Linked DNA regions of Acanthopagrus latus: region 1 is linked to region 2. The links are chromatin contacts, called in public Hi-C maps. All regions are on one chromosome and are shown on one strand. The core of a region is the stretch at or near the end of the contact, and the rest is flanking DNA. Distances in the headings are between cores, read along the strand shown. Region 1 holds the start of LOC119007556 (ubiquitin-conjugating enzyme E2 2-like). Region 2 holds the start of matr3l1.1 (matrin 3-like 1.1).

Region 1 (6,862 bases), core at 1-2,500, 460 kb before region 2:
ACAGTGGAAATATAACACACCAGAATTAATGATAATGAATGGTTTTACACACCAAGCCTTGATCAGATTTTTGATGTTGTTTGACTCTTATTCAAAGATAAAATATTGACCCATTTAACACATAACCTGGGGGGTCGTCTTACCTATTATGTGGAGTGTTTTATGTGAGGAAAACTTAAAAGACATAAAACGTTAAAATGTGTAAATTTAAAGAAATATCATACGGACTTCTCAGCAATGTAAATGACTGTTTTAATTTAGGTTCCCAATTGACATGGAGGTGAGACCACAATCAACCGTTGTGTGAATCTTGTGTACATTGTGATATAATCTTAATTTTATTGAGTGTACACCTGTAAGACAGATCTCAGGGTGAGAACAGCTGAAACTCACAACCGAAAGCTGAATGTGGACAACACAGAAGCTGATATTACTAAATAACTGCAGATTAAACTGTTATTTAACTGAATATGAACAGAAGTAAGTGAGGGAAGATCTGAGTCAAAGGCCTGACACTGAGGCTAATTAAAGCTAACATCAGCTAAGTAAATTGGACCATTGTTTCATATGAAGCCTTACAGACCGCCGCGGGGGGCTCCGTCCAAACCCGGTCTCAAGGAACACCGATACACGTGAACACAACACAGAAAATACCTCTACACGTCCCCTCGGAGCATGAACCAAACCCCGGCTACGATCTGACCGTTTAAACCAAATGTTTCATCGGCAGCAGCTGTCTGGCTGAGAACAAGCTAAAGCTGCTAGCTAGCTGAGAGTTAACGGCACAAACATCTGAACACGACCAAGTCAGACTGTGGTTATCGTTAAATATGATAATAAGGAGGCTCGTTACCTTGGAAATTCGTTTTAAAGCCATTGTGTCTGCGTGAAGGGACCGGCTGTCGAGGAGAAGGTGGAGGAAGAGGAGGAGGAGGAGGAGGAGGGCAGGCCAGCTAGGTACCGCTAACTAACTAGCATCTAGGACTTTGCTAGCTTTTGTGGCTGGCTTCAGACGCTAAGCTAAGCTAGCTATGCTACACATACGCCGGGTAAACTTCAAACTGTTAAATTTTTAATCTTGTCTTTTTCACCGAATAAAGCTCAGTGTGGAGACTGACTCCACTGCACGTCAGCCCCGGCTTCAGGCTGACACTCGAATAATGGACCGGACCGACCGCAGAGGCTCAAAATGTCTTCCGTTACCCACAGAGCGCAGCTGTCAGAGGACCGGGAGCAGGAGGTCTCACTCTGATTCTATTTCAAGGCACCACAGAAACTGCACCCAACAACATGGCCGTCGACATAACGACGGTTCATGAGGTGGAATAAAAGCAAGAGTCAAAATATTTTGTAGAGTTATATCATCAAGAAGAATACACATTAATAGAATCAGTTGTAACATTTTAGGACGAAATAAGTTCTGATTTTAATTATAAGTCAAGATATTAACGGAATAAAGCTCTGACTTGCCCCCCTAATTAAATATATATATCATGTTCATCATAATTTTACGGCATGATTAAAGAAATGTTAAGTATTTCCTTTAACAATGTGTGGCTGTATTCTCATTTTCTCGATTGTATGCAAAAAGTACCATTTTATTTGTAATGTTATGATTTTTACAGAAGCCAAGAAAGGCCATGGATTTTCCTTTTTTTATGCACTGTTATCTCGTGATAATGACTTATTATCTGGTTATCTCGACATAACAGCATTTGTTTTCTCGTGATAATTAATTAATTAATGATGTGATATCCGTAAAATTAAATGAACACATATTAATTACGTTTCACTTTACATTGCTAAGTTAACGTTAGCCTACATTTACGTTACCTTAGCTGAAGCAGCCGGATAGATGGGAGTTTGTCAGCCTCTCATCTGCTAACTGGTAGCTCCTAAACAAACCCAGTCAAGTAAACAAACTAACGTGAAGTGTAACTCACCGGTAGGCTACAGCTGCAGACGGCTACGGCAGCCGTTCGTGGCAGCTCTTGTAGGTTGAAATCAAGACGAACATAATTAATGCGTTATCACGAGAAAACAACCTTTGTTATATCGAGATAATGAGATAATAAGTCATTATCACGAGATAACAGTGTATATATATATATATATATATATATATATATATATATATATATATATATATATATATATATATATATATATATATATATATATATATATATATATATAATCTACGGAAGCCGAAATTGGCCATGGATTTTTCTTTATATATATATATATAGCCAATTTCAATTTCGGCTTCCATAGATTTTGTTTAAAAAAAAAAAAAAAAAAAAAAACTAACGCAAAATATGTTGACGTCATTCATTTCTAAACTATTTTGGTCTAACATTGGTCTTAAAACCCTGTTGTAAACATCAAAATGTACGAATAAAAAGTTCTTATGAGGAAAGTTTGTACATTTTTTGGCTATGTTTTCATATTTGAAAAATGAATAATAAGGTGGAGGTGGAGTTGGAGCAGTCGGCGGAGGAGTGGGTGGAGGTGGAGGAGGTGGAGCAGGTGGCGAAGGAATGGGTGGAGGAGGTGGAGCACTCACCTGACTGAACGAGCCCAGGGCATCTTCATGACTTCATGACATGCATCCTGACCACAAAATGTCTGTGACCTTCAGCACAACAGTTTCATGGACACAGCATTGTTATGACTTATGAGACACATGTCAGTAAAAATTAACTGTCAATTCATATTTCAATGAGGTTTTAACATTAGCTTGAAAGTTAAACTCTGAAATTAGCACAGACAAGCTTTAGCTTAGCATTAGCCATCAGCTAACGTTAGCTTCTTGTGTCCTACTGCAGATAACTGAACCTGCTGCAAATGGTGGAAGTAATCAAGTACTGGAGTACTGTTCTGAGGTAATTTACCTGTATTTCACTTGAGTATCAGGCTGCCAGTCTCTGCTTCAATTCAGAGGCAAACATTTTACTTTTTAACTTAATTAATTTGATAACTTTTTGCATGTTCAGAGTATTAATGCAAAATATAATCAACTAATCAATTACAATGTAATGTTATAGATTAACATTAAACTTTGTGGAGGGAAACCAGCCAGCCAGCAGAATGTAAAGACATTAAAAGGAGCTTCACCTTTACATGAAAGAGAACACATTATTGTGTAGATAATAATGAAAAATGGGCATTTCTGCTTAATGAGTACTTTTACTTGTGGTACTCTATGTATGATTTGATACTGATCTCTGTTTTACAGGATGCACAAGAAGAAATTCTGCTTTGTGAGGAGATGGATGCCAAGAACATGAAAGTGTCCATCACACATCCAAGTTCTCAGGTGAGCAGTTTGTTTCACTGAGCCCTTTTCCTCTGTTTGAGGATGTGAATATAAAACACATGAAGGAGTACTGTACATCCTGCAGTCACACACACACGGAATGAAACATGGTGAATTTCAAAGGTTGACTCTGGTATTTTGTTAACATAGACTATATATTTAAAGTTCACACATTTTAAGATAGATTCAAATGATAGTATTTATTTATTTACACTCCATTTATGAAAGAAGAAACATTTTACTGATCTAAACATGTCACATTTTACAGACACTAAACAGTAACAATATAGGCTACTTCTTTGTCCCTGTGGAGAAAGTCTCCAGACTGCCTTAACAAATGTGTCAGTTTAGTGAGTTGTTGAGTTGGAGACACTTTATAATCTCTGTCTCTGACTCCTTCTTCTGCTTCATTATTTGGACCTTCTTGTAAATTCACAAATGTTCTACATGAATTTCTTTCTGTCTTCGAGTAGAGACATGGAGTCTGTTTGTCCCAGTGATGGACGGGTTTGTTTCATATAGAGCAGGAAGTGACATCAGGTGGTTTTTGTTACTTGTGTTCACACATGCCCATAAAAAGTCATACTTACATGTAATGTTAAAGTGTATGAAACTGAACATTGAAAACCTGAACTTTTTCACATAATCTTGAATAATTGTTATATTAAATGAATGGTGTTAAAGTTAGCTGGCAGTGCAGATACATACACTGTGTTTAAGTCTCATCTCCTACAGGTCTATCGATGATGTAGTGGATACAGCAGTTGTTTTGAGCTGTTTTCTCCACTAGATGTCACTCTCTACTTTCACTTAAATGATCCAAGCGAACTCTGTTTGCTTTTCCTCTAAATTCAGCAAATTCAGACCTCCGTCTGTGTGTATCTGAGCTGTTTGACATGTTTTTAAAGATGATGATATCTGTATTTGCTCAAAACAAAGTGAGGAAAAAGGGAAATCAGCTCATCCTGTCCTCAGAGCTGCTTTGAGGAAGGTTTCATGCAATGATTCACAGCCTTTATTGATTTTAAATTGATATAACCACAAGATCAACAGAGGGGTTTTTTTCTGATTCTTTCTCTTCTGGGGAGCAGCTTTCTTCCAGATTCTGTTTTTTTTACGGAAATACAGAAGTTGGTGTTTTCAAATTTATCGATGAGAAGCCTGCTTGTTTTTTTCTTCTAAGCATTTTCTTCCTCATCTGATCCAAGTACAGTTTAACACAGTTTAACATGCAGTCAGACAGAAATCTGTCTCCGTCTGGCTCATTCAGGTCTGTAGAAATGAACAGTTGTGTTTGTCAGTAAAAGACTGCATATCGTCTTCTAAAAGGACAAAACATTTGTGAAACATTGGGAGCCTTATCTGGAGTATATGGCCAGATCACTGACACCACCACAGGAAACTGGAACCCTGAAAATAAATCAAAATAAAATAAAAACATTCAGAAAGACAGATGGCTGTGAAATGTCCCTGATGCGACTGTGTGCAGTTACTTTACAGTGTGGAAACCATTAATGTTTTCCATAAACCATGTCACAGAGCATTTTAAAAACCTGCAGTATAAAATCTGTAATAACAGTTGAGTTTCATGCTGTGATGGCTAACTGATAATTCAATATGGGACCAGCACAACTAATTATAGATCTTTGTTTTACACAAGGGTTTCATTGCCAATATCCAATATTTTCCAACTGATTTAGGACAATTGCCGATACAGATGTATAAAAGTATGATCTGCACCTAACTTCAGAGAACATCAAGTCTCTCCTGTAATGGAATGAATGCATTATCCTACCTCCTGTTTCAGTGATGGCCCTCTGCTATCAAAATATCATGTACATATCCAAATTACAGAGGCTGCAATGCTGACCTACAAATCTTCTTCTCCAGATGGAAGAAACCAATTTGAATAGTTTTTTTGTGAAAATTAAAATTTGCTATGCAGAAAGGATCATCGCTTCATCTGTCATGATGTTATATCGGGACCAAATGAATTCATGATGGTATTATCGACATGGTTATAGAAATTTATTTTATTTTTTTTAAAAAAAGCTAGCAGTTGAATGTTTCTTTAACTTTATGAACTGTGTGTGTGTTTGAACAGCACAGTTTGGTCTCACTGTGTATAAGAATAATTTGTCACAAGTGCAATTATTTAGTATTAAGCTGTGTATGTATTCATTGTGACAAAGAGGAGATTCATGTTGGAAATTATCCTCACTTACATTGCATAATGACCCTAACCATTAAATGTAATAGTTGTAGTCTTTGTGTGTGTGTGTGTGATGTATTTGCTCAGACAGACTGAGGCTGAATCCTGTTAGTGTTGAGAGTCTGGGGGCAGTTAACAGTGTTTTAGGATGTGTAGGAGTGTGTGGGGGCATCTTTGGGGTTAAATGCCCCCCTGATGGTTCAAGTTGGGTGCTGACCCCACCTCCACCTCCCTGTTCACCCTCAGCAGGAGGTGTGCAGGCTTCAGGATCCTCTGATCCCTCCAGTCTTGACTCCACATCAGAGGATAAAGAGGAGAATTTGTTTGGACTGAGTCGGCTGTGTGTGTGTGTGTGTGTGTGTGTCTGGAGGAGATATTTAGTGTGGTCAGGAAAAGTCCTGTGTTAGTGTGGGACTTGTTGAGGTGGAGCTCATTTTGTATCAGACTGACATCTATGAATCTTTTTATTCTGATGATTGATTTCCTCCACAAACTCACCGATTTGTTTGATGTTTGGTGAAAACAGTGACAATGTTCACAGTGTTTGTTCAGTCCAAATATCAACTGTATAAAATTAAACAGTTTTATGTTCAACAGTAAAATTAAATCAAATTATTCAAAGTAAAAAACATCTGTGAAGCTGCAACCAGACAATAATTTTACGGGAAGGTTCCCTGATAAAACATTGGCATCATTCAAGTTTTGATTGATTAATGCAGTGAGAGTTTCAGCTGTGCTTGTACTGACTGTTGTGGAAAGTGGAAGTATACAGGAGCAGAACATGGAACTACTGAAGCACCTCAACATTTTACACAAGTACAGTACTTGTATTGTAGTTAGTTACACTCCATCACTGGTTATTCTCCACTCCAATTGAAATGTGTATTTTTAAGTTTTTTCAGTCCCCTGGATTACTAATAATCCCTGAAAAAGTGAGTCGACCTGTAGTTTAATTGATAACACATTTCATGAACTCTTCATGTGTTTGTGTGTAAAATTTCCTTACAAACGTCACATACATGTTGTGCAGTAGAAGAAGAACGTAGCACGAACAGAAAACACTCAAGTAAAGTACAAATGCCTCAGCTGTATCACCGTCTACCACTGGAGATGTTTGTGTTAGAAATCAAACAGTAGAGTACGATTATTAATGTAAATGTAAGTCTTCATCTAGTTCATAAAACAGGACATGATTTAAAGTGATAACATGAAAATATGAATTCAGTCATGATAAACACAGTTATCACGCCGGACAAATAACTGAACAGATCATTAAATATCGGATTTAATGATCTTTATTTGATTGTCTAGAAACAGCATCTTCACACAAA
Region 2 (6,225 bases), core at 2,437-4,936:
ATATTTTCTTCATTTTTCATATTTAACATGATTGTTTGTGTGAAGCTGAGTTATAAACATGAAGATTGTGTTTGAGAGATAAATTAAACTGAATATGTTTCTGTCTCAAGTGATGATAATGTAAAATACATTTTGTTGAACAATGATTATTATTCTCCTTGTTTCCATTCACACTATAGTGTACAGTAAATCTGGACACATGTGATTTAGGTGACGTTTTTACTAAAAGTATTTTTAGTTTCCGTGCAATTAAATTAATTCAGTCAAATTTAAATCAGCTGATTTTTTCGTTTCATGATTCTATTTTTTTTATTTTTTATAATTTCTCTTCCACAGACTTTATGGCTTTGTTTTAAATTATCTGTCTCAGTCAGGACACCTGTGATTTATTGATTTGATTTGATTTGATTTGATTTGATTTGATTTGATTTGATTTGATTTGATTTGATTTGATTTATTGTTCAATCATTTCTGCAGCAGGTTATGGACGTTTCTACACTTTCTGTCATCTTCATATTTTATTTGACTGTTTTAAAGCTATAATTATATTATCAGTGTTTGTGTTACAATAAACTGGATGTGGTTCTGTATTTTCCTCAAACGCAAGCACGGTTTTTATTTGAATCATGTTTTATTTTTGTAATTTTATTTAAATGAGGCTGAAAAATGCGCATCAGAGCGCCTGTCGTTGGATTCAACAAAGACAGAATAAATATTCTTTTCAACAATAAAAACATGATGAACTGTTTCAGACTGAGCAGAATTTATGTAAAATATCATAAACCGTATTTTATCATCTTATTTCCACAAACTCATCAGAGTGAAATAGACGGACGCTGACCTGTTTACCGTGTGGTCTGTGGCGCCGCCTGCTGCTTCACCACCACCAACACCACCTACCTGCTGACGTTTGAGTGCAGGGCGGAAACAGCACGGACAGTGAAAGAGAAACGTTTGATTCAGTTACATGTTGATGTTGTTACTTTATGTTTTTACGTGTCTCCTCATTTGTTCTTCTCTTTGTTAAATGCATCCTGTGTTTTATCTGAGTGTATTTCTGAAGCATGTCATCGAGGATTTAAGGCCAACGTGAACGAGAAGACTCTAAAATGTCATGATAAAGTCCAGGCGACAGTACAGAAAGCCTGTCAATTGACGGTGACATGAGATCAACAGCTATATTTCTAATAATTTATTTTGACCGGATGGATAAACTTCTTATTTTCATCTAATCATAATATAAAAAAAAAAAATCGCATTGAAAGTCAAATCAACTCAATCATTAAAAGTCATATCAAACAATCTTTGTTAAAAATTGTTTTACATTAAATGTTTTCATCTGTAAAACTATCTCTATAAAATTACGCACAATAAAGTGAACATGAAGACCATCTGAGATATATATAATACAGGGTTATATAATAATATAGACTGTTGATGCTGGAAGCTTTGGTTTTGTTCTAGAGGCCAGAAAGAGAAAACTAAAAGTCATTTTGTGCATGGAAATTGACTTTAAGCGAACAGTTTGATTATTATAAAGTTGCGTGGAGCAGTGAAGCGGTCGTGCTGGATGTGTCTGAGTCCTGCTGATTTCTGTTTTCATTCGGCAGATTTGAATCACTGGCTGATGAAGGAGATGAGGTCAGTGTGTCTGCAACTATGGACGGTGTTTGGTTTGAAAACTGTCCTACAGCGCATCCCTACGGTCAAAACATCATATGACATGAGACACTCAGGCCCCTGTCTGAGAAATATACATATATATATATATATATATATATATATATATATATATATATATATATATATATATATATATATATATATATATATATATATACAATGTCTACCACATAAGTATGTAAAGTTAATTGTATGTATTTCTTTATCTATCTTTGTCAGACAACCGTTAGATATAGATACTTAAATATAAACCTTGATTTATTCATGTTTTCTGTATCTTATCTATTCATATTTTATTTATTTTATTTTGTTTATTTTAATTGGTATTAATTTTTTCATGGTTTTCTTTTATTATTTATTTATTTTATTATTTAATTAACATGTCATTTGTTTTTACAGTTTTTTTTGGATTGCATAAACACTAAAATCAAAAGTCGTACACAATTATAAAAAACTTACACTCAAGGAGCAAAACTCCAGACCAGATCAGCACAGCTATAAGCACAATGTCAGCTTCACACTGTTTGCAAATGACTGCACACAGTAAAATTGCAAAACACTAAACACACTTGTATACATTAGACACAGATGCATATCATGATGTCACTTCCTTGCAAATTCCAAAGCGATGACTTTCAAATGACCACACTCATTATCTAATTGGTTAAACACAACACTCAGGTGCACCAACACATGATTGCGTAATTGTAGACACACAAATCAGGTTCAAGCACTACAAAAAGGCAGCAGGTGAGTTCACCTGTCTTCTACCACAATGGAACGAGTGAGATGAGGAAGAGTCAGAATGAGAGGAGGAATTCAAAGAGAAGGAGAAGGAGGTGAAGGCAGAGGCCATGCCAGAGGTCAAGGCGGAGGTGGAGGTAGAGGAAGAGGAAGAGGACGAGGACGAGGCAGAGGAAGACCGGAAGCAGGAATACATGCCCTAAGAAGGAGAGGACCAAAATGAAATTTGGGCAACATTAGTTGACCATGTGGTGAACCACGGACTGACGCTGAGGGAGGCTGGACTGAGAGTTCAGCCAAATCTTAGCAGAGATACAGTGGCATCTGTGATCAGGACATTTAGACAAGAAAACAGGTTAGGTTAACAAATCTTTCTACAAAAGTTATCAACTGCATAGTATTTACCATATCAGCACTGTTCATGCTGGTTCCTGTGAGATCCTATGTATTTCTTTCCACATAGGATTCAGGTTCGAGAGCAACAAGGAGGGAGGGGGCCTGTTTTCACACAAGAACAAGAAAGAGCAATCACAAACATGATTCTGGCCAATAATGCAATCTCAGAGAAATGCACGGCGGTTCTTCCCTCGTCGTCTTGCTAATGAAGATATCGCCTGTGATGACGATGAAATTCTCTGGCCTGATCCAGCTTGGCGAAGAGATAATCCCTAATATTTTCCCTGCTGGATTTTCTTTTCTTTTCTTTTCTTTTTTTTTTTGATTGGGTGTGTATTTTATTTTTTGGTGTTATGCACAGTACCGTTGTAGCATGAACATCTTTTGTTGAAATTTTGACTGATTTAGATAAATAACGTATATTTTCATCACTCTTCAGCATTGGTCTTGTGTTGTATTTGGTGAATTTTTAGTATTGTATATTTGCACTTTCTCTGTGTACTTCACTTACATTACTCAAATAACTAATGAGTAGAATTGCTAAAAGTGTTTTTAGGTTAAGCGCAGCAGTGTGTAACTGGTTCAGACAGAATTAAGTCATATGAAACGTGTGTGTTTTCATATGGTAAGAAAATATCATTTTTATAAAGTAGTGTATAGTTTTTACAAGAGCGTTTCATTTTGCAAGGTGTTCTGCTAATTGTGTGTATGGTTGTGCTAATTGTGTGTCGTGTTTTGAAAAACCGAGCCCTCTATTCGAAATCGTGCCTAAGCAATTGAAAAAATCGCAGTGAGTTGTCCACAGCAGCAGGGGGTGGTGGTTCAGCCTAGTTTGGTCTGAAGACCGTCATAGTCGTAGAAGAAGAATCCCTCTAGCCTGTAAGTTTGCTAGCTATTAGCTGTTAGCTCCTTTTTAATGCAACTGTCTGCAGTTAAAACAAAGTCGTCCCTTGTTGCTTCCTGTCTTAATGAACGACTCGGAGCTGTGTTAAGGAGTCCGGTGTTTCTCTTGAGGTAAGCTCGCTGCTCAGCTCATCTCTGTTGTAAGATAACCGTGATGATGCTCGGAAAGCTAACGCTGTTAGCATGTTGAAATAACGTCTGGTCTCATACAGATGAATGTAAACTGAATCCACACATAAGCTCTGAGACTCAACAGGACGCTGACCAACATGTCATTCACCAGCTTGGCTATTATCTTCAGTAGCATTAGCTTATAAACAGTTATATTCACACGAAAGTGGCTACGTATCTCTGAATGTTCTGTGTTTCTGTTCTGATGAGTCTTCATGTTCTGCTATAACTACTCTGTCTGCTGGTACGGTTCTGTAGTGGTTCTGAACAACTCTTATCTCTTCTGCCTCAGGTTCACTGGCTCCTCCTCTTTTCGTCACAAACAGCTGGGAGAACACTTTCAGTCCTAAGCATGATGAATGCATAGTGGTATACAGTAAAACACAGAAGAGCCTCACAGTAGAGACTCTGACACCAGTGTTCGGTATTATTGACTTCTTATTGATCAGATCAGATAATCCATCGTTGATCCCAGAGCAGGAAACTCACGTGTTACAGCAGCACAGGTACACAAAGATGTAGAACCTATATAACAGTTAAAGCAACACTTTGTCATTGTTTCACCTTAAAGCAGCTCTGCATAGTTTTGTAGATCACCTCATTAGTATTAATGGAGTATTAGATATAAACCTATTTCTACAAGAAAAGAAGGCCCCAGAACAGTGTGAAGCTAGAAAGGTGGCAGGGTGGCATTTCTGCATAATGTTGCTTTAAACGTATTGTATGTAAAATAATAGACTAAACAAGAGCAACAAAGCTCAAAGTTACACACAGTAGCAGTAGACATTACCAACAGTTGGTGTACTGTGAGTAATACTGCAGTAGTGTTGAGATTCATAGCAGTACAGAATCTGTCAGATGTAACCGGGTACACCAGTGTTTTACAGGATGTTACATCATACTTCTGAGTTAGTGTCTAATCAGAGCTTTGTTTGTTTGTTTTATTCAAACACTGGACCCTGCACGTTAATTAACATGAGCACTAAAGTCTTCATCCTGGCGATGTGTCATTAAAATGACAGCAGGTTTGGTTTGTCTGCAGATGGAAGGAGACGTATGATTGGCTGCAGATAATAAAGTAAACGCAGTTTCATCAGTCTGTAAGAACATCCAGATATGTTTCTGATGATAAATACTGTAACATACATGGATTTGACATATTTTTAGAACAAGACATATTTTCTGTGGCAGAAACACATGAGATCTTTTTTAATGAATATCTTTTACATGTATATACAACAAGAAAGTGTTTCCTGTGAGAATTTGAAAGATCTTTCTCCTGAGAGTGAAACACATTTGTTACTCTGCAGCAACAAATCATCTGAAGCTGTGAATTAGTTGCTGAGCCCAGCGCCTGCAGATGGAGCGCCATCTGTTTCTGTATCTGAGCCTTGTTTCATGTACATCAGTCCTCAGGTGTCTGCTCTGAGATCTGAACTGCTCATCTTGCTCAGTGAATTGCTTTCAGGATGAACAGTCTTCAACCTTTCCGTCACTGTAAGTCACATTTGACATCTCCTGTCTTCCCTGACACCTTCTGTCTGCAGGAAACGCCGCAAGCGTTTCTTCTCCCATCATGTCTCACAACTACCCATACAGACGACCGCCACTCGACTCTGATCTCAGACCTGGGCCCTACAGTTCGTCTGACCGCCGTCATGCCCCGCCAGACCACGACTTTTACAGGCCACCTCAGGAGTCCTGCTCCTCGTCCTTCCCGTCCTCCTCCTCCTCATCCTCCAGAGGAGTTCAGTGGTCACAGGACGGCGCCCTCAGCATCCTGAGCAGCTGTGGTCTGGAGCCTGCTGACCTGGCTCTGCTCGCCAAGCTGCCCGAAGATGTCCTCAACGTCGAGTCTCTTCCTCATGTCCTCCAACAGATCAAAGGGAAGAGGGGTCCAATCGCACCTCTCGCTCCCAGTGTTCTTTCCTCCTCCTCCTCATCTTGCTCCTCTTATCCTCGCAGCTCTGCAGGTCTACCAGCCGTAAACTTATCTGCCACTGACTGGGATCATCACCACAGCCCGCCGCTCCAGTGCCTGTTGGACCAGGTCACCAGTCCTCTTTCATCTGACCTGGATCGCTGGGGCAACCCCAGGACCACTGGCTCTGTCAGGCTCCATCCACCATCATCCTCCTCCTCTGGCTCCGTGGTGGACTACCACCACAGACTGGGACCCTCTGAGTATGGTAAGGTGGGCAGAGGTGCCAGTCCGGGTCCCTCTCAGGACCTAAACGCTTTCAGCTCGGCAGGAGCCAAAAGAACTCAAGCTTCCCGTTTCTCTGGGTCAGGATCAGCTGATCACAGGTCAGCTCCTCCGCTTGAGCA

The links. Hi-C and Micro-C count contacts between places; a contact is called where the count stands out from the background.
Region 1: a contact with region 2 is called in a Hi-C map of muscle, with 4 times the contacts expected there. The contact joins the promoter of LOC119007556 here to the promoter of matr3l1.1 in region 2. A contact is called at or near these places in 3 of 4 Hi-C or Micro-C datasets (all in muscle).

The regions. Positions count from the first base shown.
Region 1 is chr18:1,659,058-1,665,919 of fAcaLat1.1, reverse strand. It overlaps LOC119007556 (ubiquitin-conjugating enzyme E2 2-like), which reads right to left and starts at 1,250. Exons shown (of 7, transcript XM_037077316.1): 1 at 854-1,250. The coding sequence starts at 877. It overlaps LOC119007875 (a long non-coding RNA gene), which reads left to right and starts at 2,560. Exons shown (of 4, transcript XR_005071257.1): 1 at 2,560-2,688; 2 at 2,829-2,885; 3 at 3,239-3,319; 4 at 3,793-4,316.
Region 2 is chr18:1,200,344-1,206,568 of fAcaLat1.1, reverse strand. It overlaps matr3l1.1 (matrin 3-like 1.1), which reads left to right and starts at 3,686. Exons shown (of 24, transcript XM_037076332.1): 1 at 3,686-3,837; 2 at 4,190-4,403; 3 at 5,445-6,225. The coding sequence starts at 5,474.